2 separate regions of the Oryzias latipes genome follow, and region 2 is linked to region 1. The links are chromatin contacts, called in public Hi-C maps. All regions are on one chromosome and are shown on one strand. The core of a region is the stretch at or near the end of the contact, and the rest is flanking DNA. Distances in the headings are between cores, read along the strand shown. Region 1 holds the start of LOC101169428 (E3 SUMO-protein ligase PIAS1). Region 2 holds the start of slc39a1 (zinc transporter ZIP1).

Region 1 (2,640 bases), core at 103-2,602:
CTGATAGGAAAATGATATGTAAATATTGAAAGTTGAGCATTTGCCTGGTGCCACTGTATGAGTTTTTTTTGTGCCCTTGTAACCCTTTGTACAAAGCTTGCAGATTCATCGTGCAGAGTACAAAAGTGGGGGGATAGTTGTTTTGCATTTCTAAACTGCCCCCACTTCTTAAGGATTTTGTGTTTACTAGTGTATTTTTTCAATTAAAAAAATTATGTTTTGTTGCTGTAAATCTAATATCACTGAAATGCTTGTTTATATCCTTTTTAAATGATGTCACATCTGTGAGAAACGTGCATTAGATGATCAGCAGAGCTCTTTATTTGTGTCCAGCCTTCTTTGCCTTACAGCTTATTCTACTTTTTTACGTGTTTGGTCCATCCTCTTTGGTTTTGTTGTACTTTATCTTAAACTTGCCTTTTTTTTTTCATGGGCACTATCCAGAATAGTCAAATGATGCATTCTCATTCTTGGAGAAGAAACATATTGACCACTGTAGCAGAGCGGCAGGCTCACAGGTGATGCCAACTCCTTGACTGGCAGCACCTGAGGCTACCAGATCTCAGAACAAGAGAAGATAGCAACCGTAATATAAGCTGTTTGTCATTGGCAGAGAGGCTTTGGCTCATTATTCATGGGTGCAACCTGCAAACCCAGCTCTGCTGCTCTTCCCAAATGCAAAGTCCTGTCAAATGTGGACTATTTATAGGGAAAAAAAGATACTTATTAAACTGACACATTCTATTTCTAAGGAGAATCGTTACAACAATAAACCCAAACATAATTTGAATAAACACAAATGTCCTTTATTTTTGTGCTAAGTTTACATATTGTAAACTTCCTATGTGTCAATTTAGTCTGAAAAAGTATTCATCTAGTACATGGTCAATAGTATACTTACAATACTTCTACTTAATAAAATTACCTTTAAGTGTATTACTTGCTGTGGGTCTACCTCAGTTAACTTAATAATATTTTGTCATGATCTTTGGCTCTGTCTGGAGTTTAACTTCTGTTTATACAATTAAATAAACTGTTTTTTTTTCTCAAGCACAAAAGGTTTTCAAACTGAAACACTTTAACTGCTGATCATTTTATAATACATTCTAATCTATTTTTGCTAACTTAGGTCATTTTTTATTTAACAGCTAAACACGACAAAACAATCAAAATTAGGTGAATTAACAAAAAAGCAATTTGTAATTACTGAACAACAACAAAAATAATTACACAAATTAGGAATCCAGAGCTTATTTTTAGGGTTATGTCAGGTAGACCTTATTCTTAGTTTACTTTCCTTCAAACTAAATAAATGGGAAATAAAACTGAAACAAAAATTCAGGAAAAACAAAACAAAACAAGTATCATTATGATTTGCTGATGGATCAAGGTAATTACAAAATTATCCATACTTTCCTCTCGTTTTGTGATCATACGCATGCGCATTCACCACCCGATCTGTGCGTCCCAGTCACGTGACAACACCTCACAACGCCTGCGCAAATCCATAGAAGATGGCGGAGAGTGCGGAACTGAAGGTAAGGCGCAGCCTTAAATCATCACAAATTAACCCGCTTATGATGCAGGCGCCGGCTGTGTCGTCCACTTTTTAGGTACAGTTATCCACGGGGTTGTGAAATCTTGCCAGATGTTGGATTTACGAGCCAAAAGCAGCATTAACTTTTTTGAATTGGCGAGCGCCAGCTCTCGCCCGAGCATCAGCATGTTTATGTTTAAATGTGAGGAGCGCTAGTTAGAGCCCCGCAGCTCGTTTGGGGGCGGCTGCCGCTTTTGTATTTATTACCACAGTTCCTTCTGTTGTGGGGAAAAAACAAACACAACAAAACAAAACTCACACACGCTACGAAGAAAACGAGTGCTCCTTAATAAAGCAACATTTCAATCAAAATATCGTCTGACTGAGCCGCGGTTTACACATCATGACAGCGGCGCCATGCCCGCGAATGCAGATTTAAAAAACAAACAACAAAAAACAACCATATCTTATATTCTTTGGGCAGGACTAAGTTTGTCACACAAACCCTACTTTTTTTCTTTCTTTTTTTGAATCCGAGGTGAGCGCGTGCTTGTTTGCAGGTAAAGTCTCCCGCCGGGTCGATCTGACCTGAGAGAGAGAGAGAGAGAGAGAGAGACTACCTGTTGATGCTCGCCTATTAAAACCCGTCTCTCCGTGTAACGGTGCCTCCGTTAGCCGCTATCAGCTCCGCGATCCGGTTATACGGCGAGCGGCCGTCACGAGCCGCGCAGCTGGACACTCTGACTCTTGATTTCGAGTAATTTCTCAGAGCACATCCATCCAGCAGGTATCGATCCCAAACCTGCGCTATTTATAGACGCTTCCCCTGTGTGTTTCCACTGGCTGCACAGAATCTGCCGATCCATACATGCTGCTCAGTCTGAGCCAGGTGCTGCTGTTCCGCCGCACACTGTGAAAAGAAGACAACACAACTGCTGCTGGGTTTTTGTGCTTCAGTTGACAAGCCCGGTGTGCTTGTGGAACAAAGCTTCCCAGCTTGGAATTCTGCAGGGTTTTGCCCATCTTGTCAATGTTCAATCCTCCTTCCAGAAGCTGGGATTGCAGTTCAAATTCTTTTTTTTTAATCACAGTATGGCAAGAGA
Region 2 (2,640 bases), core at 70-2,569, 210 kb before region 1:
TGCAATCATTGGCTTATCACTGTTTGTAGCTTTACCTATTCTTTGAACAAATTATTGGTCTACTTAGTATGAACTTTTTGTTGTTGGTGTTGCATGGGCCTCTTGGTCCATTAAAAAAGAGGAATCTCAATGACACTGTCTGGTTAAAAAAAGAAGATATAAACTAAAATAAAAGGATTTTTTTACTTCTTTTTATTAATTAGTTGTCACATAATAGAGAATATATGATATGTTGTGTATTTAAGATTGTTAATTACAACAATAAAAAAAAAAACAATACAAAAAAGTTCGTTTACCAATTGAGAATCATGTGACTGGAGTAGAGAGGTCAGCATGAGTCAGAGCTTCATAAAAACACGGATGTAGCAGAAAAAAACGATGCTTTCACTTCTATACAATCAGTCTTATGTTCTCCATCTGGTTTGAACTCAATGATTTTGATGTGATCACGTGTTCTGAGAGCTTTCCGCCTCGGGCTTCACCCTCATGATCACGTGACTTCTGCCAGGACTTGGAGCGAGACTAAAGGCGATCGATCAGCTTCTCAGTCAAATGAGAACAGTCAAGAGCTTTTAATCACATCACCTCCACAGGCAATCAGAAGCCGCCCCAAAAGTTGATTTATCAGTGCTTTCGTTATCTCTTCACCCCTTCCTATTTCCCAACCGTGTTTGATTCAATCAGGAACAATTGTCGACGTCAAGTAATCTTTAAGGGAAATGATTAGTAAATATAATGCTGTTTAATCGTGTAATTTATGTATCTTGGAACTATTTATACGCCCAAATGTATTTTAATTTAAAGATTTGGGAAACGATTATCTGAATGGAACAATTAAAACAACGCAGAATAGTGATTTTACAGGTTTTAAATATATATTTAAAAAAAATAGCAATCCAAAAACAAAACGTTAGCTTTTCGACGTGGAAAGCTCATGAAGTTCAGAGAAATTTTTCATGTTTGGATGACAACGATCAAAACTGTAGATACAAAGTTAACAAATCCGTTAATAGCTACCAATATGTACACCAAAAAAAAAAAAACATTCACCTACCTGATCCGTTTGTTTGCCTGAACCATTTGACTTTAGCAGGGATGAATCCAAAAAGAAGAGTTAACAACAGCAAACCGATCAAAGCTCCGATTTTTACTTGAAGGAGGTATTCCATTTTTTCAGTTTTTAGTACGAGTGAGGTTTGCCACCCAGCAGGGAAAACATGTGAAGCCTGTCAACACACCAACGACATCACGAGTGGGCAACGAAAACCTCACTGAGGCGAGGAGAGCTACCGCTGTTGGTGTTGTTTTTTTCAGAATGAACCTACAGCGAGCGCGAAGGGTCAAAAAGAGTCTGTTGCAAGTTTTTGTTTTGCTTTTTGAACGTAAACACTTAAACTACATAATAATAATAATAATAATAATAATAATAATAATAATAATAATAAATATTAATAGTAATAATAATAATAACAATAACACGAACATTAACATTATTATTAACATTAATATTACTATTAATAATATCTACATCAATAATAATAATAATAATAATAATAATAATAATAATAATAATAATAATAATAATAATAATAATAATAATAATACATAACACTGGGACAATTCTGGGACATTCTGCTGAAAGAGCTCTTCATGAAATAAATAAGTCATTCTGAAAAAAAGCAATGTGAAATAAAAACAAAGTACTTTGGAAAATATTGATTTTGAAGGGTCTGGAAAAAGACATAGACTTATAATAATATTCAGCATTGATTAAAATGAATATTTTAAAATGCTGTTTTAAAATAATGAACAGGTTTTTAAAGCAAAATGAAATATATTTGATAATATAATGGCTAATTTAAAATCAGTGTGCAGGTTTTTCACAATTTCATGATCTTCTTATATGTTTATGACAGATTAATTGGTTGAATGTGTATTTGCATGAGGTCATATTTATTTGTTTAATTATGAACAGTATAGGACTCCATAATATGAAACGTCTGGTGTTTAATTATAAAAATGTCCCCCTCTCATTTGTATACCTATATTTCCTTGAATTTCTTTCTTTTTATCTTTTATTAGGCTGCCTGAATATCATTAGTAAAGTAAAATAAAATAAAATTCCTTTTCTGCTTATATGTATTTAAATGACGACGGTCAGCAGATGGCGCCATGTTCACGGGTTTTATGATAAAACTTTTTTGAAGAGCGGGGTGATGACGACATATTCATGCGCCGGAACAGTAAAGCTTCTGAATGCTGATGTGTTTAAAGAAATGTCGGTGCCCAGTTAGATGCTTTTTTGTTTTTTTGATGGTGGAGCGTGACGAGCTGTGGAGACGGTGGGGAATCAGAAGACGCTGCGGAAGAGATTAACAGCAGAGAGATCATGGCGGTGAGAAAACAGACACTAAAGTACAAACCACTGGTTCACAGTGACACGAACTTTCAAGTTTCCCCAGCACCTGCTGCCTGTGGTGGTGGTTGGTGCTCCTGTTCGTCGGGACTCACCGCAGCATTAATTTCTCCATTCATTCCTAGAAAGAGGAGCACTGAGGTTATTCATGAGGTGCTTCAGGTACTTTCTGATCTGTCAGGAAATTAATAAGTTAGTTGCTGTTTTTCTACAAAGTAAAGCTT

The links. A called contact is a pair of places that touch in the nucleus more often than the background predicts.
Region 2: a Hi-C map of embryo shows a contact between it and region 1, with 2.7 times the contacts expected there. The contact joins the promoter of slc39a1 here to the promoter of LOC101169428 in region 1. A contact is called at or near these places in 2 of 5 Hi-C or Micro-C datasets (embryo and fibroblasts).

What each region holds. Positions count from the first base shown.
Region 1 is chr3:12,503,380-12,506,019 of ASM223467v1, reverse strand. It overlaps LOC101169428 (E3 SUMO-protein ligase PIAS1), which reads left to right and starts at 1,352. Exons shown (of 13, transcript XM_023953063.1): 1 at 1,352-1,538. The coding sequence starts at 1,515.
Region 2 is chr3:12,716,980-12,719,619 of ASM223467v1, reverse strand. slc39a1 (zinc transporter ZIP1) reads right to left here and starts at 1,319. Exons shown (of 4, transcript XM_023953098.1): 1 at 1,055-1,319. The coding sequence starts at 1,169. tmem208 (transmembrane protein 208) reads left to right here and starts at 2,226. Exons shown (of 6, transcript XM_023953097.1): 1 at 2,226-2,395. The coding sequence starts at 2,390.